Linked DNA regions of Mus musculus: regions 1, 2, 3, 4, 5 and 7 are each linked to region 6. A link is a contact called in public HiCAR-type, HiChIP or PLAC-seq and promoter capture Hi-C data. All regions are on one chromosome and are shown on one strand. The core of a region is the stretch at or near the end of the contact, and the rest is flanking DNA. Distances in the headings are between cores, read along the strand shown.

The links. Promoter capture Hi-C pulls out the DNA fragments that hold promoters and counts their contacts. HiCAR-type assays count read pairs that join an accessible place to other places. HiChIP or PLAC-seq counts read pairs in DNA pulled down with a chosen protein or histone mark. Capture Hi-C pulls out chosen DNA fragments and counts their contacts.
Region 1: a contact with region 6 is called in a promoter capture Hi-C map of liver, with 8 times the contacts expected there. The contact joins the promoter of Dusp19 here to the promoter of Ube2e3 in region 6. A contact is called at or near these places in 3 of 39 promoter capture datasets (the C10 cell line, liver and pre-B cells) and 1 of 9 other capture datasets (liver).
Region 2: an H3K4me3 HiChIP or PLAC-seq map of embryonic forebrain shows a contact between it and region 6, with 6 times the contacts expected there. The contact joins the promoter of Ccdc141 here to the promoter of Ube2e3 in region 6. A contact is called at or near these places in 1 of 39 promoter capture datasets (liver) and 1 of 115 datasets of contacts at active chromatin or transcription factors (embryonic forebrain).
Region 3: a promoter capture Hi-C map of 3T3-L1-derived adipocytes shows a contact between it and region 6, with 6 times the contacts expected there. The contact joins the promoter of Nckap1 here to the promoter of Ube2e3 in region 6. A contact is called at or near these places in 4 of 39 promoter capture datasets (3T3-L1-derived adipocytes, liver and pre-B cells) and 1 of 9 other capture datasets (adipose tissue).
Region 4: a HiCAR-type map of astrocytes shows a contact between it and region 6, with 4 times the contacts expected there. The contact joins the promoter of Sestd1 here to the promoter of Ube2e3 in region 6. A contact is called at or near these places in 4 of 39 promoter capture datasets (the 3T3-L1 cell line, 3T3-L1-derived adipocytes, hippocampal neurons and 1 more) and 2 of 115 datasets of contacts at active chromatin or transcription factors (astrocytes and embryonic stem cells).
Region 5: a contact with region 6 is called in a promoter capture Hi-C map of pre-B cells, with 6 times the contacts expected there. The contact joins the promoter of Nup35 here to the promoter of Ube2e3 in region 6. A contact is called at or near these places in 2 of 39 promoter capture datasets (liver and pre-B cells).
Region 7: a contact with region 6 is called in a promoter capture Hi-C map of second pharyngeal arch cranial neural crest. The contact joins the promoter of Frzb here to the promoter of Ube2e3 in region 6. A contact is called at or near these places in 5 of 39 promoter capture datasets (the 3T3-L1 cell line, cranial neural crest, liver and 2 more).

The regions. Positions count from the first base shown.
Region 1 is chr2:80,614,762-80,618,709 of GRCm38.p6, reverse strand. It overlaps Dusp19 (dual specificity phosphatase 19), which reads right to left and starts at 1,496. Exons shown (of 4, transcript NM_024438.4): 1 at 1,104-1,496. The coding sequence starts at 1,326.
Region 2 is chr2:77,169,261-77,173,000 of GRCm38.p6, reverse strand. It overlaps Ccdc141 (coiled-coil domain containing 141), which reads left to right and starts at 2,366. Exons shown (of 24, transcript NM_001025576.3): 1 at 2,366-2,616. The coding sequence starts at 2,515.
Region 3 is chr2:80,579,021-80,582,824 of GRCm38.p6, reverse strand. Nckap1 (NCK-associated protein 1) reads left to right here and starts at 1,643. Exons shown (of 31, transcript NM_016965.3): 1 at 1,643-1,967. The coding sequence starts at 1,860. It also overlaps the pseudogene Gm13688.
Region 4 is chr2:77,278,542-77,281,980 of GRCm38.p6, reverse strand. Sestd1 (SEC14 and spectrin domains 1) reads left to right here and starts at 1,389. Exons shown (of 18, transcript NM_175465.6): 1 at 1,389-1,426.
Region 5 is chr2:80,637,298-80,640,985 of GRCm38.p6, reverse strand. It overlaps Nup35 (nucleoporin 35), which reads right to left and starts at 2,174. Exons shown (of 9, transcript NM_027091.4): 1 at 2,054-2,174. The coding sequence starts at 2,093.
Region 6 is chr2:78,867,572-78,871,486 of GRCm38.p6, reverse strand. It overlaps Ube2e3 (ubiquitin-conjugating enzyme E2E 3), which reads right to left and starts at 2,440. Exons shown (of 6, transcript NM_009454.2): 1 at 2,082-2,440; 2 at 809-1,030. The coding sequence starts at 1,002.
Region 7 is chr2:80,444,997-80,448,829 of GRCm38.p6, reverse strand. Frzb (frizzled-related protein) reads left to right here and starts at 1,434. Exons shown (of 6, transcript NM_011356.4): 1 at 1,434-2,467. The coding sequence starts at 1,990.

The DNA.
Region 1 (3,948 bases), core at 247-2,746, 1.7 Mb before region 6:
TTTGCCAAAAGAAAAAAAAAAATCACAATGCCAAAACAACCTTATAGGATGTCCCTTCAGTGAAAGCAGACAGGAGCTGGGGAGGTGTAGTGCCATGCACACACACACTACACGCGCATACACTTATGCACACATGCACACAAAATAAACAAACTAAAAAATAATGTAAGCAGATGGGTTTTTGCAGTTTTGAGAGGATAAATGAATTGGAACACCTAATGTAAGTCCAGCCTTAAACAACATAGTACTATGATGGTGTGCAAGAGTCAGTCAGACTTAGACCTAATCCCCTTGGACATCTCTGCTATTTACTGAATCTATTGCCTGTGCAAATTACTTAACCAATATTAATGCCAATTCCTGTTTGTAATATAAAGATAATCCCTATTTGAAGATCTTTAAAACAATTATATGCTGTGTATAGTTCATATTGTGGGTGTGTCTAACTCCTGGTTCTGTGTCCAAGTGTTAATTTCTCATTCATAAATGCACACCAATGCAGACTTATGGAACAGGCTGGTTTCTACAGAACACCATCCCAGATCAACAAGGTAACAAGTGAGTTCTCTTACAAGCTTGTTTCTTTTGTTATCTGTGGGCGATGCTTGTATACGAACTCAGTATTTCCATAGCACAAGAAATAAGACCATCGGGTTCATAGCTATGAAGCAGAAGCCCTGTGTTTAACACCCAAAGACAGGCACCACGAGCAGATGCAGCCACAGGAAGGACGTGTGCCCTCAACATCCCTTCAACAGCCAAGGAGCCACTTGCTTTTTGCATTTTTTTTAAAGGATATAGTCTTTTCTATAATACAAGAAAATACAACATCCCATTATCTTTTAAAGAAAGTTAGAAAAACAGAGGAACATTTCTTCTAAAACTCAATCATCAGGTGTCAAAGTGCTACTATGTTTTCAGAAGAAGGTTGTGCGGGCAGACACGTCCCTATTTTGTTCCTAACCTAAAAAAGTAAACATTTCAACTGTACATCAGGATAGCTGATATTATTGTGCATAGGGAATTAGTGTGCATAGGGGAAGCTGATGGCAAAGGAACCCAGCCTAGGACTCCACAAGGAAGTGGCGAGTCAGTCTACTCACCCAGAAGCAACCAGGGCTTAATAACGCCAACTTGCAGGTCCAAGGTAAGGTCCTGCACATAGCCACAACCACCCCCACCGCTGGGCTCTGTCTCCACAACATGAACTGTGGCATCTTCCCAGGTTTCTATAAGTTTCTTTCCAGTTAGCGTGGTCACCCTGGTGCACTGCTTCCTGAGATTATCCCGGGAGAATGCTTTGATTTCTTGGTTCAGGGAGTGCATTACATGAGCGGAGAAGGAAAAGCAGCAAGCTCAAGAAAAAAGAAATAAAAAACAAAACAAAAAAGGCACTGCACTGCTAGTCAGTCACTAGCCACTTACTGGAGCTGGCCCCTGCAGTGACAACCTCACCCCTTCCAGAGAAGAGCACAGCCCAGGCCTGCTTCCCGAGCACCGTTGTAAGGTGAGAGCTGATTGGCTGCTAAGAAACGGGCGCCGATTGGATGCCGTTTCTCATCTGACGGAAGTTGGGGGTCTTCCGGATCTATTCAGATGCTTTTTTATCTGGGCGTGTCTTCCTTCACTCTTGGTTTTTTAATCTTAGCTTAGTTTTGGACCCGGGGAGCGGGAGTGGGGGTGGGGGAATATTCATTGCTAAGACTCATTTGGAGAGAGCTGATGTCTCGTTTTTTCTGGAAGTGTTAGACTGGTTACGGAGATGACAGCAGCTGACCTCACGGCCTTTTCCCACCCCAGTGTGAGTCTCCTGTGGCTCACTCACAAAAGCCTAAGGCCCCAGGGGCTGCCCCTCGTTTCCTCTGCCTTCACTTTTTTCTCTGCCGTTAGTTCTAGAAGAAACATTGACTAGATAGAACCACTGAGTCTGCTAGTGAGGCTCCAACTGAATAGAATCTACATTAAAAAGTTGTTTTAAGTATATGTTTCTACAGACTAGCAAGGGTTAAAATATATGTGTATTCCTTCTTTTCAACGCCTTATACAGAGTAAATGGTAATAAGTCTATACGTAGTTGGGAAAAGCATAAACATTTACCAAACAGATGAATAGAATGACGATTCTGCTTACAAAAGACGATTGCTTTTTGCAAACGGGGACTGCAAGATTTCAACTGAAATTTTCCTTATTAACCCTTAATAAAATGGAATTTTAAGATCATTTAAGTACAGTGCATAACGTTAAGATTTAGAAAAATGTATTCTTCAGCACTGCATACAAACATTTTGTTGCTTTCGAAACAAAGTTTATGGGCTGAATTTTTGTGCCCCTTCAAAATGAGTTGGAATTATGAGTCCAAGTGTTCAAATATTTGGAGCGAGGACCTCTGGGAAATAATTAGTATTATATTAAGACATACGACAAGGTTAATGGCTTCATGAAAACTGTACTAGATGAAGCAAGATTAAGGAAGGATGTTGGGAGAAGTGGGTGTCAAGGAAGAGGAACAAACACACCAGGAGCCTTGCTTAGGCCAGCACCTTGATTTTGGACTTCTAGGCCTCCAAACCACAAGAAGTAAATTTTTCTTGCTTAAGCTACACAGTTTGTAGTTTTTGTTATGGACACCTGAGATATGAGCCAAAGTTTTTCTCCTTCAAATGGAGTTATCTGCCCACAATATCTACTGGGGATTCCAAAGTGAACTGTAAATTGTTTGCTTCATTTAGTTGACCACAGGCTCCTCAGAAACAGCTCTAACTATAAATCAATCCATGTATCTAACAATGAGCACTTAACTATATACCCAGCACTCTACTAACAAATTTCACATACTTAATGATATGCACTCGGCATATAACAATACTTTAGACATTATGTCATTTTACTTTACCACAAACTATATATATAGTTTACAACTGGAGAAACATGGTTTCTTTACTATGGAATGCTGCACTGCCCTCAAAATTACAGTAACTGTATTAACAAATATTAATTGAACTGGGTGCTGCATGGATTAAATACAGTAATAATTAACTCTGATTAATGCTGATTAATAATTAATAATGTATCAGCATCACATTAAAAAGAGAAATAAGCTGGGCAGTGGTGGCACACATCTTTAATCCCTGCAGTGAGAAGACAGAGGCAGGTGGATCTCTATAGTTCCAGAACAGCCAGAGATACACAGAGAAACCCTGTCTCACAAAAACAAAAACAAAAACAAAAACAAAAACAAAAACAAATAAAGGTACTTCCCTTTAGGGTCCATTGAACCAAGAGTGAGTCCAGATTTGAAATGTACGTCATACCCTCTATGGCTTCCTTCCTCTGTCTGTTGTATGAGTCTGAATCTGTGCCTGACTGGAGGCTGTCTTGCCACTCTGTCCCTGTCCTTGTATCTGTCCCAGTATCTGTATATCTGTATCTGTCTCTGTGTATCTGTATCTGTACTTGTACCTGTGTCTCTGACTGTCGTTGTGTGCCTATCTGTTGCCTGACTGTGTGTTTCATCTCTGTGTGTGTCTGTGTCTTTCAAGCAGCACTGAAAGCATCGCCTAAGGAAGGAATGACATACTTCATAGAAATCTCTAGTAGAGGTTTACAAGCAAATCAGTCATTGGCTCCAACTGACCCAGATAGTACTACAAATATTATCAGTCAATATACAAATGCATCTTCAACATATATGTTGGATATTCATTTTTATAATATTGATTTTAACCTCTGCATTTGCTGCTTTCAGCAAATGATACACATTATTATGGGCTAGGGCCATAGAATAATATTAATTTTAATAATTATATAATTTTAGATTGCAGCTATACATTACATTAGGTTTTAAAGGTAATTACATGGGGGATCCCAGGCAAGTAAGGTTGATAGTTACATTGCTTTATTTTTCTTTGTTTTGTTTTGTCTTTCCAGACAGGACTTCCCTGTGTATCC
Region 2 (3,740 bases), core at 1,117-3,616, 1.7 Mb after region 6:
GGTTGAGAAGAACTGCTTTAGAGGACGAGTCTAGAAAATAGATATTGATGCTGTGATCTGAGTCACATGGTTTCTGTAGATTACTAAATTACTGGGAGGTAGAGTCCAAAAAAGAAAAAAAGGCAAAATATAATTATTTAAGTCTTTTTCAAGTCTTAAGATCAGGCAGGAATCTGAGTAATAATTAGAAAGAATCCACTTTAACGGATGCATGCTGTTTGCCTTAATGTTCGTGTCCACCAAAGTAGAGAACCCTTTTTTTTTTTTTTCCTTTTTTTCATTCAGCACCCTGGATCTGCTCCATCTAATTAAGAGAAAGGTCATCCACACACAAAATATGTTGCTGACCGGCTGGATTAATCTTTTAACAAAGTCCTACTTCTGATTCACCTTGCCCTTAAGCCTTGGGTTTAACTAGCCTTCCAGCCCCGTGCTCTCCTTTTCGCCATCTCTCCCTCCTTTCTGTCTAACTGACCGCCATTTCCAGAAGTCCCTCGCTGTCCTCCAAACCTTTGCACACAGTCTTCCATCCTAAGTGAAGCTTTGTGAATGGAGCAGCTGATTTAGCCTGCGCTCTTTGCAGCTTGCTGCCCCAAATTCCTTTCTACTCGTGAGGGCCTTTATGCAACTTGTGAGCCGTGCAGCCCGGGGTTAGCTTAGGGTGAAAATGTGCTGTTTGTATGCAGGTTGATGTTTGCCGTTCTGGTTGGCAAGATGGATAAGGACTTAAGCAATACCTGCTGTGCATTTAGTTTAAGCCATGGGCATTCTGAATCTCTCTCATTAGGGCTGAAAGCTGGTTGTAGTTGAATTGCTTTGGTTTACCCAGCCCGGTTACATACTGGCTCAGTGGAAGAAACTATCTTTAATGTCCAGAAGTGGTTATTTCTCCGAGAACTCCTCCGCCCCGCCCCAAACTGAAACCACTCAGAACAGGTTCTACACTGTCCAGGATCTTGGCGCCTGCTGACCAGAGCTAGCTCACTCCGGCTGCTGCCGTCGCGGTGTTAGGTGAAGTCTGTTCAATCTAGGAGCAGGGATCTTGGTGTGTTTCCCATCTCATCAGAGAGGCAGGCAGATGCTGAAAAGCAGAAGCGCCGGTCCAAGGGTGTACAGTATGCAGAGCAGCCAGGGAAAGAAGAGCAATTGCTGACACCCACGTACGTGTGCGTGTGCACGCATTCGCCCACATTTCAACTCAACAATGTTTTCATAAGCCTTAGCATAAGAAATCAGTGGCACTGCTTACGCAGCCCCCGCCTTGTCGGCCCAGGGTCTAACGTGCTTTTACTCAGAGCTAAGGGGGGCTACACAGGGAGTGGGTTCCTTTGGCTCCGTTTATGGCTCCGTCCTCGGGTTTATCTTTCATCCCAGGGCTCTCCAGTGGTTTCATCAGATTTGGAGTTAGTGTCTCTGATGTGTTTGCCTCTGACCTCTGACCTAAACTTCAGTGGTGTTATTTTCAGCTGTTCTTTGACAGGGCTCCAACAGCTGCTGCTTAATACCACAGACAACTTCTGACAGAGGCAGAGCTTCTAGCAATAGGATTAATCTGTGAGCCTCACTCTGATTTGAAGCTAGTTGAAAATTTTTTTTTCTCCAGGTAGAAATGGGGATTTACAAAGAAAGAGAGGTGGGGGGCGGGGGGAGCCAGAACAGTCTAGGAGGCTAAACAAAGCAGAGCCAAAAACAAACAAAAAAGAAACAAAATGTTCACTACAAAGAAAACACATTTCTTAGAGTTAACAAGAAGCATGGAAGTGCTGAGCTTTCTCACAGCTGTTTGCTGGCTGAATTGGAAAATACTGTTCAGAAAACAGTCACAGAGAAATCCCAGGAAGATGTGTAGTTCTTGATAAATCCTGGGTGAGTTGTTTTAAAAATACTTAACTCCTCAAATAAATACCAGAAAGAGAGACAGAGAGAGACAGAGAGAGAGAGAGAGAGAGAGAGAGAGAGAGAGAGAGTCATTTTTAGTAGTTTTCTTTGCACGAAGAAGACTTGAAAAGACTGATATCCAGGTCAGTGACTTTCTGGTTGCAAAGTCCATAGCTACAACTGTTTAGTTTCGATGGCAAAACTAATTTGGGTTGTCAGGATGTAGTTTTTTTTTGTTTTTTTTTTTTCCATTAGCTATCAGACATCAGCTGATAGGCAAAGAGCTCAAAGCTGTCCCTCGAGTTTCAGATAATGGTTCAAATAACTGGCACTTTCTGTTACCATACTAGGGGGGTGGTGCTCTGTCTCTGTGTCTCTCTCTCCATCTCCCTCCCTCCCCCCCCCCCCCCCCCCGCGAGTGTAACTCTCTCTCCCCTTTCCCCCTCCCTCTCGATAAGCTCAATGGGGCTGTCTATTTTTAACTTCCTGTTCTTTCCTTTTGGCCGGGCAATCAGTGTGAACAGAGGCGCGTTCCCTGAAAGAGTCCCGGTAGCCTCGTGGAAGCCTTCTGACATGACCAGCAGACAGCATCACTACCAAGGCTGCTCGGGGTTTAAGCCCTGCTTCTAAAGTGCCATGTCCTGCAAAGAAAGTCCCCATGTGGGTGCTTCCACCACCACTGTCAGCTCTGTAGCCGTGCACGCTGGGGACTCCAAGATCGTGATCGCCGTTGTCAAGGTAAACTCACAGCTTGCTTTCCTCTGTGTGGCTGGGGGGCTCTTGGCGGAATGGCTGAGAGCACGGGAGGATAATGCAGAGCAGATGACAAATAACAAGTGATCTTCGCCACTTAAATCCGTGACAGAGGACTGCTAAGTTCCAACAAGTTGGCAGCTGCTTTTCAGGGTAAAACGCCTCTAGAGCGCCTTCCAACAAACTTTACTGTGTACTTTCAGTTTGGTCCTTACAGGCGAGGCGCATGTGATGAAGGTTGAGGAATTCCAGGAGAGTTGGGTGGCCAGGACAGTGCCTGAGATTTCTGAGTGGCTGTGATGGAGAATGGGGAGGCAGGTCAGAGTGGGGCACTGTCCTGAGCTTGAGAGAACTGGATGCACCAGAAGCCTCCCAGAACCGGTTTTCACTGGTAAAGGCAACGCTAAATACTTCTCCCACTGTAGGGGGATGGAGACTGCCACAGACTACTTATTAAACTGCCTCTCCCTCTTGAGAAAAGGAAAGTGCAGTGACTCGGGCCTTAACTGTGTGTTTTATGTCTAATTGTTTTATGTCTAATTGTGCAAAGATGGCCACACATTATTTTGGGTTGTACGAGGCTCCCATGATTTTTTTTTTTTCCTCTGACTGAAATCATCATGAAAGATCCTCTGGACTATAAGCTTGCTCTTTAGACACTATGCCACCCAAATAATTCAGGTTTAATGAAAGCAAACCTGGTAAAACAAAACGACAAACAAACAAATACCTGGCTACAAGGCCTATTGGATTTACATGCTGCAAAATTGTATAGTAGCATGAAGCTGTGTAGGAGAAAAGCCGAGCTTGACATTGAGCAAAGCAATTCTCTGAAGAGGCATGGAATGCAGGGTCCTGCTCAAGGCCTTAGCTGGGTGGGGGTGGGGGTGGGGGGTTCTCAGTACTGGGAGACTTCTGCACAACAAATAGGACTTCAGCTCCACTCCCCATCCTGTCCTCAGCAGAGGTGTGAGTGGGAATGACAAGGACCATGGCTTCCCCAGTGCAATCAGGTCACTTGCACACGATTTAAAGACGCTTTGGGCAACATGTAGATTCCAGCAGGGATGGAAGAGAAGCAAATCTAGGACTTTTTTGTTTTTTAGTAA
Region 3 (3,804 bases), core at 394-2,893, 1.7 Mb before region 6:
TTAAATGCTAACTACCAGCTTATCAAGAAACCAAGTAAGTTAAATGCCTCAATTAGTCAATAACAGAACAAATAGCTCAATAGAGCTCAATAGAGCTAAATAGATGGTCTTTGAGATGAAAAGAGAGAGACGTGAACGGAGGGGGGGGTGGAGGTAGAGAAAGAATATACATTCAAGGTATGTAGCTCTATGTAGACTGCACACCGACAGATAAATGTTAAGATGTTTTTGGCAGGACTAGAACTTTTTTTGTTTTGAGACAGGATTTTTCTGTGTACCTCTGGCTGCCCACCTCTGCCCCCTGAGTGTCAGAAGTCTTTAGAGACAGAGTTTCTCTGTATAGTCCTGGCCTACCTCTGCCTCCCAAGTGCTGAGAAGAAAGGCATGTGCCACCATGCCCAGCCTTCACCAGGAGTATTAAACAGCCCTTAAGGAATTCTGTATACTCTCTGGTAGAGTTCTGGAAGACTAGGCGCTACAGTAGCTTTTTAAAATGTCTTAGAAACAATTTGTTACATTTCACTACAAAGTTGCTTTGGTGAATCCATTTTTTTTTTTTTTTTTTTTTTTGGTTTTTCAATACTGGTTTCTCTGTATAGTCCTGGCTGTCCTGGAACTCACTCTGTAGACCAGGCTGGCCTCGAACTCAGAAATCTGTCTGTCTCTGCCTCCCAAGTGCTGGGATTAAAGGTGTGCAACACCACTGTCCGCCTGTGAATCCATTTTCTTACTAACTTCAGAATGCCTTGTTATAGAAGGTGGTGGGTTGATTGATTTAAATTCATGAATACGATACACAATTAGACTATATTAGGTAAAGCCCCAAATATCCCAAGTCCCCTGGAGTGCAAGTTTTCATTGTAGTCATTCACATGGAGACACAATTTGTTCCAGTTTGAAACCCTGTGTGATGAGGAGTGGACACGGAGTGAGATGATGACAAACAATATTTGGTTGGTGATGGGGTGGAAAAGTAGAATTCCAGAAACGATTGGGATTTATGGTGGAGGCTGGGAGCGAACCCTCTTACTCGGAACAAAATTTGTTTTGTTTTTTATTTTGCTTTTTTATTTTGCTTACCACATGCCAGAGCCTATTCGTGTCTCCTCCGGATGGGTGCTGGTCCATGATAAGTCCCTTCATAATAATCTAAGGAACTCGAGCTGCCCTTACTTCCGACCTCCTTCCTCCGAAGCCAGCTGGAGGCGGGAGCGAGCACCGGGAGGTGGCGAGGCGCTGCCCGCCGTGCGGAGCACACATCTGCCGCGTTCTCCCTGGAGCGTCTGTCAAGGCGTGGGAGGAAAACAAGCTCGGAGCCGCCAGGCTCCTCTCGGGGCCAAAGTCTCCCGAAACACACCGTCCCCGTCCCCACGGCGGTGCGGGCCCTGGGGCGTGGGGAGCGGGGACAACTTCGGGGGAAGTCCAGGACCGCGGCTTGGGGGTCCCCGGAGCGGAGGAGGCGGGGCGGGGCGCTCCGGACCCCGGGCTCCGGCCGCAGTTCTCCCGGCGGCCTCGCGGGGGCGCCGGCGCGGCCGATCAGGTGACCGAGCGCCGGTCCCGGCTGCGGGAAGCCGACTCGTTCTCAGCCGCCGCCGCCGCCGCCACACCTAGCGGAGGAGCCGGGAAAGGCGGCCCGGGAGTGGGGGGTGTACTGGGGCGGAGAGCGCCGCGGGTGGAGGCGGAAGGGCGGCGGGCGGAAGCGAGCGCCGCGGCTGCTGTGTCACGGCGCGGGTGGGCGCACGGCATGGGCGCGCCGCGCTGAGGCGGAGGTCGCGGGCGGGCAGGCGGGCGGGCCTGAGGGAGGCGGCGAGCCGGGGAGTAGCGCGCCCGGCGGCGGTGGCGGCGGCGGCGGCCGCACCATGTCGCGCTCCGTGCTGCAGCCCAGTCAGCAGAAGCTGGCGGAGAAGCTCACCATCCTCAACGACCGGGGCGTCGGCATGCTCACGCGCCTCTACAACATCAAGAAGGTGCGCACGGGCCGGCGAGGCCGGGCGGGGTGCGGCGGGGGAAAAGGCCGCGGGCGCCAGCTCGGCCTGCTCGCGCGGGGCCTCCGGGATGCGCCGCGGCCTAGAGTGAGCCGCGGGGCGGGCAGGCGGGAGCCATTTCCCGGCTCCCGGCGGCGGGAACCGGCCGGGCCGCGCATGGCCGCCGCGGCGCTCTGGTTTGCGGGGAGGAAAGGAGGGCGCGCGGCCTTCCCGGGCTGCGGCGAACGGGCCCGGGGTTCTTGGCTTGCGAGTGTGGGAATGCGGCGATCGACCCTCTGGTCCCCACTTGGCCACTTGATTTTTCGTTCCCTGAATCAAGCCCCTCACCCCCACGACAGCGTGTTGACGTTTGGGATAATTTCATTTTGAAGATGGACCGGAGGGGGAAGTGAGGGTGGAACCGGTTTTCGTCTGAAATACTTGTAGGCTGTGAGTCACTAGAACAGGAATAACCACCTTTACTCCCTACTCCTCCTCATTTTAGTTTTCCCAACCCTATCTGATTAGCACCAAAGCACCATTCCTTAAAGTACAATGGCTGTATAAAATAAAGACCGAGTGTGCTCCCGTTGCTATCTCCTTCGCAACATAGTACGAGGATTTGAGCAACTAGACAGTGGACCCATTGAAAATCTGAGTGTCTTCAGATTAGGGAGTGGAAGGCTGTATCGAAGTGAAGAAAAGTAGATCTAAAGGTGGAAAAGGATTGCCATTAATTTACCTTAGAGGGAAACAACCTCAAATCCATTTATTTTAAGCCTCACTGAATTTGGTAAAGAGAAAAAGTTTCCTTTTGGTACACTTTATACCAGTCCATCCTTGCGGGGTTCTGTGTATCTGTGTCTTTTCTTTAATAATCTTGTTTATAAAATTATATATGTGTGTGTGTGTGTGTGTGTATCTATCTATCTATCTATATATCGTGAAATATACTTTTGACCATATCAAAAGGATATAGGTTGCTTGTGAGTATCCTGAAGATTCTTTTTAAAATTTAGAATCAAAGCATTCCAGTATAAACTTGTTTTATTCAGTTTATACAGTTAGCTTTTGACACTGCAATTCTGAAGCACACTCTCTAAATGAATAATAGTAAACGTTGGGAATGGGATAGCTGTGTTGTTCTGGTTACTCACTTGGCTTTAATGATTGTCTCTACACCCAGCACAGTTTGGAGCTAGGAAGAACCCATTGCGTTTGTGCCATGACCATGACATCCACCCCTTGATCGTAACTTCATGGGGGTTGGAAGAATTAAGCTTGTATACGTTGCAGTGATGAGAGCCTTTGAATTTCACTGCTTAAGAAATTTGGAAATTAAGTTCTATATGCGAAACCCCAGCAAGTCAAATGTTCCTAAAAGCTACCAGACCTGTGGTTTTGTGGTTAGAGGAAATGGTTATGATGGTTTCTAGAAGAGGAAGTGAGAGTAACCTTAAAAGTGATTTGAGTATTTGAGTAAAATACTGTCTTTAATTTGGCCAAGTCACTAAACATTTTTATAGTATAAGTATAAACAAACTTTGATACTTTAATTCCATGGGTAATAGTAAGTGGAATTCTAAGCATTTAAACTTCGGATTCCAGATCGCTGCCTTTTCTCAGTGTTTCTCACTTCCTGTTTTGAGAAACTTCATTCAGGCTCTTGTGTTGACTAGAATGGAAAATGCGTGAATGTGATTGACCTAATTGCCAAGCATTTGAGTTACAGAAATGCTGTATATTTCAGCACGTACATATTTTTTATAGCTTTTTGAAATATTTTTTGCCTCCTTGGCTTCTGGGTTCCTTATGGGAAGAGTAATATTGAGGGCATTAT
Region 4 (3,439 bases), core at 140-2,639, 1.6 Mb after region 6:
TGAGCAAGGTCAAATCTCTGTTCTTTTAAGGATCACACGGTCCAGGAAGAAAAGACCACCAAAGAAAGAAAGTAGTAAAGATAATCACAGGAACTCAAAGGTTCTATGAAAGTAGAGAGGACAGAGTGTCTAGTTTATGGTGTGTGGGATGAGGCTGGCCTGTGAGCCAGTACTAGGAAGAAGTCATGAGCTGTCTTTGGGGATGGTAGGAGTTCATCTGGCTATGCAAGGGATGGATTTCAAGTGGGAGGAGCTATGGAAGCATAGCCTCAGAGCCTGTGGAATCTGTGTGGTGTGTGGATGTGGCAGAAGATAGAACAGCAGGTGAAGAGGTTGTGGAGTCTACTGCGGATTCTAGTCTACATACACAACCTATGAGGGTTTTTAGATACAGAAGAGGCACGCTGGGCTTCGATTGGGGGCCGGGGGAGGGTTGGCAGTTACATGGAACTCAAGCAGAAGTGAATCTAGAAAGCCATGGCTCTCAAGAGTGGCTAACAGTAGGATTTCTTTGACCAAGTAGTAGCAATAGACACAGATTTGTCACCCAGAATTAACAGGAAGAAATTGCTCTTCTATTTTCAGCCAAGCAGCTTAAACAGAGAAAGTTGGGTGCTTATTTGGAATGGAGAGAGATTGTTAACGAAACTGGGTTATACTGGGGTGGCCTTGTGCATCCTATGGAAGACCAGGCATAGCGACCATGTGGCCATTGTGGTTTTGTGCGGATGACTCTTTTGAACTGAATTCAGGAAATGACCTAAAAGTGACTTGTGCAATAAAATAATAAAAGAGGATACTGAGGTAGTCATCGTCAGAAAGCCCCGTTTGTGAATTTTGGATCATCCAATAGAAAGATCCCCAGAGTCAAACAAAAGTCTGGAATCCCAACCAGCTTTTGCCCCTCCAGTTTCCAACCCTGTGTGCATGGTACCACAGGCATCCCAGCACACAGGGGTTTCTACACTAGGGGAGACCTTAGAGACTATGGAAGTGGGAGATGGGTGAAGCAGGAGAAAACAAATAAAAGAGTGTTAGGACCACTCCAGCCACACTTCCTGACCCCCGGCCCGGGTAGCTTCCACCACCCACGCGGTCAAGCTCTACGGGGTGGGGACCACAGGACGTCAATCCCAAGTGCCCCGCCCCCTTCCGCGCCGGGCGGGGTCTCCGCGCGGCCGCCACGGGCGCACGCGAGGTCGCGCGGACAGGGCCAGGCCGCGGGTGCCGGGAGGTGGCCGGGCCACCCGCGCCGCCGCCCCCCAGCCTGACGCACGGAGGGCCGGGCAGCGATTTGCCGCGGGCCCGCCGCCCGGGCCGCTCCGCCCCCGGCCCGCCTCCCTCCCGCCTCGCCCAGCTCTCCGCCCGCCGCGCCGGCGTCCCCGCGTCGTCCCCAACGCCCGCCAGCCCGGCCCGCGCCAGCCAGGTGAGTGCGGCCGCGCGGGGCGGGGGGCGCAGGCCGCGCGGGACAGGGACGCGCGTGGCGCGGGCGGGAGGGCGGCGGCGGTTCCCCCACCCTGCTACGCCGCCGGCTGGTCCGCGCCCGCCGCAGACAAAGCGCCCGAGGTGCGAGCCCCGCGGGCCCTCCCCGCTCCCGCCGCCTCGGCCTCGGCCCGCACCCGTTGCGCCCGCGCCCTGGCGGGGTCCCTGGGCCCCGAATCCAGCAACAGGTTTGAGTGTCAGCCTGGATTCATGGGGTTCCACTCCCTCCCCGCGTGCGAGCATCCCAGGCAAGCCCCCGCGCCCCCGCATCCCGGCCCGCTCCTTTGTGTGTGCCGGTAGCTGCCGGTGCGGGACGCGGGCTGCAGGGCCGGAGCTCCGGGGTTGCCGTAGGGCTCGGCTTCTCCGGGGCCTGCGGGCGGGTCACAGCCCTCCAGTCACAGAGGGCCACAAAGGGAGGCCGGAGATACTTGGCCAGGGTGCGGGGACCTGAGATATCTAGTGTCCCTTAGAAAGAAGGACAGTCTCAGTATGCCCGGCTCTGGAGGGGATGGTGGGATTCACCCTGTCTGTGGCTGGGCATACAGACACTGACGACCCCTTGACTCTCCAGGCTTTGACACCTTCTCACACATGGCCCTCACCCAGAGAAGTTGGGAATTCTGCTGTGGGAATAACTAGACAGCTGCTGTTTGACAGGTCCTAGCTGTCTTTAGGTTTTGTCTGTATCCAGCATAACCCACCATGCCTGCCAGCAGTTTGACAATCTCTCACATTAACATTGTCATTCAGGGTACCCACCCCCCATGTTGGAAAATCCCTGTGGTTTTCTTTGGTTGAATCAATTTTATTTTATTTTTTTTAGGGGGGTGGATTTACCCCTATCAAGGAAGAAATCACAATAAAGAACAGTTATCTTTGTTTACAAACCTTGGGACTTGTCACACCTAGCTGGTTTCATTGGTATGCTATTTTAGTATAACAATACTAAATAGAAGGAAAATATCTTCCCTTTGCTTTAGGCAATAAAATACTTTCTTTGTTCTAGAACCAGGAAGCCTTTATACATAATACTTTTTTGTGGACAGAACTTGGTGGCTGCCTTTACCCTGTAACAATGACGACAACAAAACTCCAAAGGAATTACTAAGCATTTGCACATCTCTATTGATTGTTTTTATATCCCCAATTCCAGGAAATCATTTTGCTAAATATGTATTCAGACATCCCAGATCAATTTAACCTTAAACATTGGCCCTACTCTATGCTTTTAAAGTTTACCTGCATTTTAACCACTGTGAATGAGCCTTGGTCCATGGAAGAGATTAGGATGCAGTGATGGAAGCAGATTGCAGAACATACAAGGACAGAAAGAAGGGTCTACCTGGGTTTCAGTTGATTGACAGGTGCCTAAAGGTATTATAAACAGGCACTCTCACTAATGTAGTGGAGAAAAAAATCCCATTTTGATGTATGTATATGTATACACATATGTATTCTATAAGAATTCCCTTAGAACAAACACAGTTAATTTTGTTTTTTTTTTTTTTTTTTAAGGAACAAGATAATAGCAGATTTGTACAGTTTCTTTGGAATAAGTTCACTTTATTAAAAACACCATTCATGTGTAGTCTTTTATTTCCAAAAGCTTTTTTTTTTTTTTTTTTTTAGCTTTGGAAAGCAAACACAGTAATATCTTGGGGGGTGGGGTAGGAGTAGGCCGTTTACTAGTGTGCTGGTTAGTTTTGTTAACCGGACTTACCTGGGAAGAGGGACTCTTATTTAAGGAATTGTCTCTATCAAATGGTCGTACTGTATGTCTGTGGGGGCATTTTCTTGACCAATGATACGTATGGGAGGGCCCAGGCCACTGGGGGCTGATGTTGTTTCTGGGCTGGTGGTCTTGGCTTACTTAAGACAGCAAACAGAGCAAGCCATGGAAGCAAGCAGCTTCTGCTTCCGTTCCTGCCTCAAGTTCCTGCCCTGGTTACCCTGCTGG
Region 5 (3,688 bases), core at 925-3,424, 1.8 Mb before region 6:
TGTAAGGCTGGATGGTGGTGGCCTTTAATTCCAGCACTCGTGAGAAAGAGGCAGGCAGGTCTCTAAGTTCGAGGTCAGCTGGTCAACAAAGTGAGTTCCAGTCAGCCAGGGGCTATATATATAGAGAAACCCTGTCTTGAAACTCCCATCCTCACCCCTCCCTCCCCCTCGGGGGAAAAATGTATACACACACACAAACACACACACACACTAAGGTGTAAAAAGAAAATTGTAATTCTTTTGTAAAGCACTAGTTATGTTACATAGTGCTACTACGTATCTCAAAAGAAAGTTAAACAGGGCATTGTGATGCATGCCTTTAATACCAGCACTAGGGAGGCAGAGGCAGGCGGATTTCTGAGTTCGAGGCCAGCCTGGTCTACAGAGTGAGTTCCAGGACAGCCAGGGCTATACAGAGAAACCCTGTCTCAAAAAAAAAAAAAAAAGTAAGTTAAACTCAAACCAGAAGTCTCAACAAAAGCATATTCTAAATAGATATTTAGAAAAGACCTGTAACAAAATACAAAGGTTTTGGTAACATCACAACTATCATCTACAAGAGGGGTAGGAAAACTGTGACAACTGTAAGAGTTATCAAGGTGTGGTGAGATGGTTCAATGGGTCAAAGTCCTTGCCATTAAGCCTAAATTCAGTCCCAGGACACACAACACATCCATACACTTGCACATTATATAACAATCTAATTAGGTCAAGAAAAAACTCAGCTACCTAAATACACCGTGATAAAGTAGGAAGCCAGACTGCCACTAACCATTCCTTCATGACTAAACATAAAGGCTTAATGATTGCTGCATCCTGCACGTCTGAAATTCCACTTCTCAATCTCTGCCCCTAAATGTTAATTCCTTCACTGACTTCCTCAGAGAGGAGTGCCTGGGTGAGGTGCCAAGAGGATGTCAGACCAGCAGACACCTAAAACACGTGCAACATGTGACTCTGAACAGTTAATATCAGACAAAGTCAGAGCCTAAGCTAGGCAATATACAAGAATGTGTTCACATTTCTTACACCTGAAAATATGCTCTCCAAAATGTCACTGTTGGACAGAAAAACTGGAACTGCCCTGATCTCTAAATAATATGAAAAAAAAAATCAGAAAACAAGTTTTAATGCAACAGTGTATCTACATTATTAGCATTATTGGTTCAGTTTTTATGATAAACAAAATCAAGTTATGTCATTCTTTTTTCCCTTTTTGGTTTGGTTTTAATACAAGTTTTCTCGGTATAATCCTGGCTGTCCTGAAACTCACTTTGTAGACCAGGCTGTCCTCGAACTCAGAAATCCCACCTGCCTCTGCCTCCCAAGTGCTGGGATTAAAGGCGTGCGCCACCACTGCCCGGCTGCAACTCTATTCTTAAAACAACTTTTTACCCAAAACGTGGCAAGCATTACATGCCTTTTGAATCTACAAAGTTAGTTCTACACAATAAATACAATGCTTACTCTCTTTACCAAGCTTAGAGAGTTATAAACTAATAATACTACGATACGTCTAGGAAACTGTAGACAGGTTTTGTTTGTTTTCTGTTGTAGAATATGACCATTGTCACTACTCACAAAACTCAGCGGGAGTGGAGAATCAACATGTTAATTGGTTTGTTTTTTCTCCAAATACGGCATATTCGGAACGTTTCCCCAACAAATAATGGGGATAATTCTTTAGAATCAGCAGTCGTCCAATAGAGTCAAGTTCCAAAGTAAAAGGCGGGGGAGCCGGGCGAGCCAGGTTGGTTCTGGGTCATGCATTCATATACAAATTTCTTTTGTGACATTAAGATCCGACCTAGAAACCTAGGTGGCCCAGCGGCAACCGGTTACTACAGCGACCAGTGGCTCACCGCCCATCCTCGTGCATGCTTTCGGGGTACGGGGCAGGTGACCACAGTGCAGCCGGGCGCCGTGCCGGGTTCCCGGGTACCACCGCCCAGATGTCACCGGCCACAGCGCTCCCCGCTCCCTCCGTGGCGTGTGACACCTCCGGGTCAACAGCGCGCTGGCTGTGCCGCCGGGAAAGCCGCGGTCCACTCACCCAACGTGGGCGCCTGGGGATCCACCGCAAACGCTGCCATCGCAACGGCCGCTCCTACTCCAGCAATGAGCTTCCCAGTTTTCAAAAATGGCGGAAACTCTTATCACCGTAAGAGCCGCTCAGCCTTATGGGTTGCGCAACTTCCGGTCATGCTCTCTGCGGAGGCTGAGGGCGCTTCAGCCATTTTGGAAGAGGGCAACCTTCTTTACCATGTCTGGGATGCTAAGGAAGATTTTATGAGGATACCGAGAGCAATGTGAGACGTCTGCTTCTAAGACTAGTAAACCACAGTGGTGGCACACGCCTTTAATCCCGGCACTTGGGAGGCAGAGGCAAGCGGATTTCTGAGTTCCAGGCCAGCCTGGTCTACAGAGTGAGTTCCAGGACAGCCAGGGCTATACAGAGAAACCTTGTCTAGAAAAACCAAATTTAAAAAAAAAAAAAAAAAAAAAGAAGAAAAAGATCTTGGAAAGCCTCCTAATATGTTGTTGTTAATGCTTCATAAAGATTCCTTTGCTCTCTTGATAATTAGTGAGATTTTTGCATCAACTTCCCTAGCACCTATTAAAGTACATTTAATGAAACTATATATTCCTTTCTTTCAACTTGATTCCTGCACTTGATATAAGCCTTTTTTTCTCAAAATATGTTTTCCATCATCATTTCTTGTAGCTTTTTTTGTTTGTTTGTTTTTTTGGTTTTTTTTTTTTTTTGAGACAGGGTTTCTCTGCATCACCTGGTTGTCCTGGAGCTCACTCTGTACACCAGGCTGGCCTTGAACTCAGAAATCCTCCTGCCTCTGCCTCCCAAGTGCTGAGATTAAAGGCATGTGTCACCACTGCCCATGTTAATGATAAGGAAAGCCCTGGAGCCACAGGCATCCTGCCCATGGCATCTGTGTGCTCTCCTCTTCACTCTGCTACCTCTCCTTAGAGTATGTATATTCATGTGCTTATGTGTGTGTTAACATACATTTAGTTTTGGCTGGGCAGTGGGGCACACGCCTTTAATTCCAGCACTTGGATGGCAGAGGAAGGCAGATCAAAGAGTTCAAAGCCAGCCAGGTCTACAGGGGTGTTCCAGGACAGCCAGGGTTACACAGAGAATTCTATCTAAAATAAAAATAAAAATGCAAAAGCCAACAGCCTTGAGCCTGATACTGTGTTAAATTTGTGAGTCACTACAAAGAAGTCAGGTATGAATCATTAGACAGACTTGACCGCTCTTAGGAGAGTGTCATTACAGACTGAGAGACAGCGGTTTCTTCCTGTACAGGCAATACAACAACGCCATGGGGTTAGAGCTGGCTGTCACGTCTTCACAATGATTCCAATATTAAATGACAGATTCCTAGAATTCAATTTTATTTTGTTTGGTTTGGTTCAGTTGAGACCTGTTTTCCCTGCATAGTCCTGGCTGTCCTGGAAGTCACTTTATAAAATAGGCTGGCCTCCATGACTCTGCCTCCAGAGTGCTGGAATTAAAGGTGTGCACCACCACCCACCCACCCAGAATTAAAATCTGAAAACCACTTACATGTTCAGTTTACCTTTTTTAAAAAGGGTGTGCTGAATGCAATGCTGTACAACTTTAATTCCTGCTCTCAGGAGGCAGAGGCAAGTGGATCTCTGCAAG
Region 6 (3,915 bases), core at 1,191-3,690:
TAGTTTCTCTAGGTATCCCAACACTGCTACCACTTGGAGCCCCATTGACAGGATCTGTTCAGTCACCACAGAAAATAGAAGTCAACAGAGAAGAACTGATCTCTCACTTGGACTCAGAAATGTTCCCCCTGTTGTTAACCTGCCAAGCTCATCCACAATGCTGGAGCTACGCAGAGGAAGGCCGAGGGTGTTTTCAGTCACTGGGTGACACCTAAACTGTAACAGCTACTTCCGAGTTGTATCTGCCCTCACGAGGAGGTGGGATAGCAGTAACTCACTCAGTCACACCTGTGCCACATGATTTAAAGTCCTCTTCTTACAGATTGTAAGCCAATTTAAAGCACACATTAAGAACTGCTTCCCACTAGAGCCAAGCCTGGAGTTTACCAATTTTCTGGTAAATATTGTTATTTCTGACAATTCCGTTTTCTGGAGAGAAGCTCTGCTGATCTCTAGAACTGTCAACTTCACTCACACATGACTCACAGAAGGAAACCTCTCCTACAAGCCATTTCACTGGGACTCACCAGATTTCCCTTGCCAAGCCCTTCATCTGTCAGAATGAGTGCCCAGCTCTTCTTGAGGCCATCCTCGAGTCACCACAGCACAGAACAAAGTCTGCTGGCTTTAGAGTCGATAGTTGCAGGGAAACTGCGTGGCTATACCACACACAGAATGACAGCCCACTCAAGTTCACATACGTTTGATGGAGAACTATTTCTGAACTATTGCCACTGAAGTTAAGCCAGCAAAAGCCACCAATGGGAAGGGGACCTGACCGTGTGAGTCCTCCCCTTGTAGACATTACCTTTTAGCACTAGTGGATAACTTAGCAGTCGTTTTGCTAGAGAGTTTGGTGTTTTTCTTCTGCTGGGTGGCAGAAGGTTTTCTTTCTTCCTGTTCCTCGGGCTCTGGAGCGGCAGGGTCTCGCTGATCTGCATCTGAACTGCCACTGCTGGTGCTAGGGCTCTCATCATCCGACCTTTGCCTGTCACTGGACATCTTGGTGAACTTATCTCTGGGAAAACTTCTAAGGAGAGAAGAGACCCATGGAGAAACATTAGATCTTTAAAAAAAAATAGCAGCATGCACTTCTCAATAAGCACCTTTGAGAGTATTTTATTGAAAAGGATTCGAAAGTCCCTGTACTTAGGGTGCAGCACGTTACAGGGAATCTGATACGTATCATAATTTATAATGCAGGCGTTGAGGGATTTACCAAAATGCAAGTTGGAAAACCCACTCACATTTTTTTCCCATCCCTTGGACAATCTATCAATTGTCTACTTTCTCAGAAGGCATGAAACAGATTTGCCAGGGAACTTGGGCAACGGGCATTAATAACATATGACAACTGTAAATAACAGATCTCGCCGAGAATGTTCAGAAGTCACTAATACCGTCTAAATATTTACAGGCTGACACCGGTCTGAGCGATCAAATCCTCCTTCCCAGAGGAAAAACATACCCCGTTAGTCGCCCATATGCTTATTTACGGTGACGGGGTCCTCCCGTGCGCACCGAAAGCCTTTGAACACAGCACTCGAATTTAAAAAAAAAAAAAAAATCAACTGGCAGCCGCCCCACAGCCGTCCCCACGGCCGGCGGCGAGGATTCACCGGGCCGAGCCCGAGCTGCCACCCGGGGAAGGGCAGGCTCCAAACTGCACCTTCTGCAAAGCTCCCGGTGCCATCGACGTTCCCCGCTCAATTCCTCCCTCACCGACCGACATTTTGTTATTTTAAAAAAAAAAAAAAAAATCCGCAAAGCGGCCAAAACCCCGAGGGCAAAACAAACAAACAAACAAAAGCCCTCCCCCACCCCCCACCCCCAGAAGTGCAACAAATTGGCGCGGCCCGCCCCGGGGCGAGCACTGGGCCACGCAGCTCCGCGGTCCTTTGTGGGGAGGGCCGCGCAGGGGACCGCGCCACTGCGCCCGCCCGCCGGGGGATGCGGGACCCGCCGCCCCGCGCCGCTGACTGACTAGCGCGGCGGACTGAGGAGCGCGGCGCCCGGCGCGAACAAAGCTGCCGCCCCCGCCCCCGCCGCCCCCCACGCGGGCCCCGGCCCCGCCGCCTTACCTCGGCCGCCCGCCCGGCCCGCTCGTGCGCCGCTACGCTGTGGGGGAGGGAGAGCGCCGAGGAACCTTCCTTGAGGAAATGGAGGCAGCCTGGGGGGGGCACCGGGGGGGCGGGAAAAGAAGCCGCCGCCGAGGCTCCGGCCCGGGAGTGTGGAACATCGAAAGTCGCAGGCGGCCGTGCAGTGCCGCGCTGCGGCCGGAGGGTGGCGCCGCCCCGCGCTCCGGGAGCCACGGTGGGGTGGGCGCTCTGCCGGCCGAAGGCGAAGGCGCAGGGACGCGGGAGCCCCCCGCGCGCTCAGCCTCCCGCCGCTGCGCTCGGCTCGGCTCGGCTCGGCTCCTCCCGGTCGCGCAGTCAGCAAGTTCCGAGCGAGCGGGCGGGCGGGGGAGGGGCGGGCGCGGCGGCGCGCGTGCTCGCTGCTTGCCTGGCGGAGGGGGCGCGAGCGGCTCCCGCGCGCCCCCGCGCGAGCGCGCTCCCGCTGCGCCTTCTTTTTTTTTTTTTTTCCGCCGGGTGGGGGGTGGCGGGCGGGGGGTGGCGGAGGTTGGGGAGCTGGGGGGCGGGGGGGCAGATGCGCACGCGTCCGCCCGCGCGCGGCCGGGACAAAGAGCGCGGCGGGGACCGGCGGGCTGGCCCCTGCGCCCTTGGCCGCCGAGCTCGTACTGGAAGAGGAGGACGAGGAGGCGGGGGCGGGGGCGCGGTCTCGCGGGGCCGCGGGTGGCTTCCGGCCTGAGCCCGCCTCCGGGCCGACGCTGCCCAGTGGACTACCCGCCCCTGAGGTTAGGGGCCGGCGGTTACCCCGGGAATCCCGTACCTGAGCGAGAACCCTGGCGCGTGACTGGGGCTTCCCCGGTGCCCCGAGAGGCAGGCGATGAATGGTGTTATTGAGGAGGCCAGGCACGCAGGCAAAGGAAAGCTGCTTCTGGCCCCTCTGAGCTGAAGGAAGTAGCAAGGTAGAGTCCTGGGCTTCTGAGCGAGGTGAATAGGATTTTGAGACCAGGGGACCTACCTCGGCTAATCTCTGGCTCCCGTCCTGCAATGGCGCTGCCAAAAGGGGACTGCCCTCTGGACGCTTTGGAAACTTACAAAATCCCAAACTGTGTTTTAAATGTCCCGCTCAAGATGTAAAAAGTGGAGTGAGGAAGTTTAGGGGCAATAACCCGATGTGTCTGGCGGCGGGCTCTGCTTTGCGAGAGAGAGAGAGAGAGAGAGAGAGAGAGAGAGAGAGAGAGAGAGAGAGAGAGAGAGAGAGAGAGAGAGAGAGAGACCACTTCTGGATAGAGAAGCCATGGAGGGACTGACTCTATATGACACTGTCCTCATTAAAAGTTTTAGATAGGAATCAGGAAGGTTGCTGGTTTACTCCTGCCTTGCTTTTTGCGGAATCTTCCAAGTGGAGTCCAGTTTTGCCCCAAGCACAAAATAGACAGAAGTCCAGAAACTTCCTGTTTGCCGCTCCTGAGACCATGTTCCAGTGATGGAACCTCGAAGGAATTTGTGCATTCCTCTCTCAAGAGTGTTCAGGGCCAGGGGTCCTGGGAGGAGGAGTTCACAGAAGAAACTAGAATGGCGGAGCCATAAGACATGAGCCAATGCTCAAGAGAAAGGAAAATGAAAAGAAGTGAGCCAACATACTATTTTTCCTCCAAATAGAAGAGCTTTGGTAAAAAAAAGAAAAAAAAAATACTCGAAACTATAAATAAGTCACATCTGTAACGTTTCAAAGATACAGATTCAGTGAACTTACACAAGCGAGCTATATCCTGGTATATGCTAAGCACATAAACTGCTTCGTGTGTCCAGAGCCGTCTCCTTACTCCCTCCCCGACAAGAGCTCTGC
Region 7 (3,833 bases), core at 185-2,684, 1.6 Mb before region 6:
TTTCTTTTCTTATATGACACCAAATAATTGTACATCAGCCAGAGTTTATTTATTAATTAAATGGCTCCCTAGCCACCATCTGTTGTTGATTTCCTATGAAGTAGACACACTTCCTTCCGAAAACATTGAAGTCACAAACCGCTGGTAATGATCATTTTAGAGATAAAAATTCCATAAACTCAAGTCAGCCACTGACATTCCCTAAGTGCCATTGAGCCAGCGCAGGGGATTAAAGCCGTATCCTACTGTGTGCTCTGGGAAGTAGAGACAGACTTTATCTGCCTAGTATTGACAGCAGGGGGGTGGGCGGTGCGGAAGGCTGGGTAAATCAGGGCTGCTCTAGTGACGTCCGGCTTTGTTGTAGGTTTTGCCTCTGTGCTCCCGCTGTCTTCTGACACTGCAATCCCTCTGCTCAATGGTTTTCCTCTGAAGGGGCTCAGTGGTTGGGCCTCGGCAGGACTTCCCACGTACAATGCTCTTAAAGCCAGGGGGCAGCCGGGGTGGAAACAGGAGACTTCTGGGAGGCGTAGCCTGGGAGGGATCTGTTTTCTATTTTCTCCTCTGTATTGAACTCATCTGGATGGGAACCGTTCTCCTGTTTACTATTATCATTACCTGTGTGGGGTATTTTGCTTGCACGTTTATTTCCCCTGTTAGAAGAAACCGCCCGTGGGAAGAGTTAGATAATAAATGCAATTTTCAGTAAGAACACTCTGGGGGTGGGGGGCGGAATCCAAGTGCTTTAAAGTGGGCTCCACGCTTCGGTTTTAAAAAAGAAAAACTCAAAAGTTCGAATTCTACAGGGCAAAGAAAAACCCGGAAGGAAGCAGGGAGGGAGGGAGGAAGGGAAGGAAAGAAAAAAAAAGAAGGAGGGAAGGGAGGAATCACACCATTTCCACGTTTCTGTGGGTCTATTTGTTCTCTTGCGATTTCTTTCCCTTTGTGAGGGTCAATTTCTCCACGGTTATTCCAATCACAGACCCCCCGAAGTCATTAGTCCTGCCATTGCTCTTAGGAGGCTGCTATCTCTGCGACATGACATTTAAAGTGACTTTGCTCGCGCCTTCCTGTCTGACTTTCTGCAGGCGGAGGTGCGCTCGGGTTTGCTGTGAGGAAAGAGCTGCGGGCAACGAGGGACGGTGTGGGCTCGCGGGGCGGGATACAGGGGTGCGCATCTCTGTGGTGCGTTGAGACCGTTTCTCCCGTGGGGACCAAGGGTTCGTCTATGGATCCAGAGCCGGGGGTGGAGTGGGGAAAGGTGTGCGGCTCCTGTCGGGAGCTGCCTGGGGCTACAGCATCACAGATAGACAGGGTCTCACACTCCAGTCCCCTGAAAACTCAAAGCCTTCTCGGAAGGAGGAGCCGGAGGGCAGGGGACCGCGGGGCGGAGCTCTTGTCGGCCGAGGTGGGAAGGCGCAGCTGCGAGCCAAGGCGCTGACCTCCTCTGAGCTCCTCTGGCCGCTCGCAGGATCTTCCCGACCCTGCAGGACTTGGCAAACTCCCACCTCCGCTCCCATTAGTCCTCCCACCCCCACCAAATCTCCTCCCTCGGAGGTCCCCTATCCATCTCACTTTGCAGAATTTATCGCTTCTTCCAACACCTTTTTGCAACACCCCAGAACTCCGAGTCCCTTAACTGAATTTGACTTTTGTTTTTATTTCTCTCTGGCTTCCTCTTCTGCCCCCTCATCTGATTGATGTGCTAAGGCTGATGTCTCTGCCAGAGCGAGAGGAATAAATAGATGCTGCCTCGCCTAGAGGCTTAGACGCTTGGGAAGAGCAGCCGGCGCAGCGAGGCACCGGGCTCCGCCAAGCTAGTGGACCGGACCTGGGAGCACTTGGATCCAAGAGAACTGTGATTGTCCCAGGGGTGGGGGCAGCTCCCCAGGTCGTTGGGATCACCCCTCGGAACCGCAGGGGGAGACTTCGGAACGAAAGTGTCTCCCGCGTCCGTCGCTCGGCTGCGCCCTGCCCCATCCTGCTGGGACCATGGTCTGCTGCGGCCCGGGACGGATGCTGCTAGGATGGGCCGGGTTGCTAGTCCTGGCTGCTCTCTGCCTGCTCCAGGTGCCCGGAGCTCAGGCTGCAGCCTGTGAGCCTGTCCGCATCCCGCTGTGCAAGTCCCTTCCCTGGAACATGACCAAGATGCCCAACCACCTGCACCACAGCACCCAGGCTAACGCCATCCTGGCCATGGAACAGTTCGAAGGGCTGCTGGGCACCCACTGCAGCCCGGATCTTCTCTTCTTCCTCTGTGCAATGTACGCACCCATTTGCACCATCGACTTCCAGCACGAGCCCATCAAGCCCTGCAAGTCTGTGTGTGAGCGCGCCCGACAGGGCTGCGAGCCCATTCTCATCAAGTACCGCCACTCGTGGCCGGAAAGCTTGGCCTGCGACGAGCTGCCGGTGTACGACCGCGGCGTGTGCATCTCTCCTGAGGCCATCGTCACCGCGGACGGAGCGGGTGAGTCCTGAACTTTGCCCGACCTCTGAGAAGTTAGTTATTTGTCTTTATCGGCTAGCTTGCTTTCTGCGCTGAGCCCTTACCTTTCCCCTTAAGCACACTCCTCTACTGAATCCTATTCTTTTACTTAAAAGCAAAACAAAACAAAACAAAATTCACTTTTATCATTCTCCCAGACAAACGCAGTCTCTTCCAACAAGTGATCTGAGCGATCCATCCGTTCCCTACACTTCACACCCAACCTCCAAAGCGCCCCTTCCCTTCCCACTCTTTGCGTGTGGGGCTTAGCTGCTTTACTCTTAACGACATTGGAGTTTCTTCTGTTTCTTGGTGCATTCTTTTGCAATCTCGATCGTTAGTGTTTTCACGGCTTACAATTGTATGGAGACATCAGAAAAACAAAAAACCCTATTTTCTTCTAATCATGAAAAGTGCTAATTTAGTCTAAATAAACTGCTAATACAGAAATCTCTTAGTGACATGTGCCTGCTCAGAGCTCAATTTCGTCGGTTGCCATCGCCTTTCAACAGATTTCCCCTTCTCTTGACAAAATAGATGGTGATTCCAATCCAGAATGAAACAGCTATGGGACATTATTGCTATGCCCTGCTAATTAACTTCGGTTGCTCACTTCAGTCAGATAGCTGGGGAACCGAAAATAGCAGGCCCTTTTCACATGCCCACGTGCCTTCAAGTAATTTTGTATATAGCATATGGGTGAGTGGAGTTATATTTGGGCCATGTCATCTTCATAGCCTTATATAACTTTGCTTTCAATCTTGCCGGTTATTCCACCCATACTGTGTGTGTATACATGACCCACACGTTCACCCCCTTTTCCACTACCGAACTGTATTTTAGCTCTACGTTTAATGGGTTTAATCACAGCTGTTTTCTCACCGATGTTTGGTCTAATTGTGACATTCATAACTTCAAGACCACCCTTACCCCCTGACCCCCAACTCAATCCAGTTCAAAGTGGAATATTTTCAGTAAACTCATCATTTCCCTACTAGGTAACCCAAGACTTGGATTTTATCCTTCATGTTCTTTAAAGAGAACGCTTGAACAAACAAACCATCCATCATCTTTCAGTCTCTCCCAGGATCAACTGCTGTTAAGTGTGCTTCACTTGGTTGGTCCATCTCTGTTCATTTCGTTCTGTTTCTCAGTTGGCTCAAACTAGGCTCATGTCCTCAGTCCATAGTTAATTAATCAACAGGGCCGATTCAGAAAAATTATGCTCATTAACTAAGAGAGGGTAAAAGGAAAGGCAGGAATAGTTGAAAACCAAGACTGAACAGAAAGATCTCACATCTTTCTCATGGTCAATTTCCTTAGCAAATCACCACGAATATAGGTACTG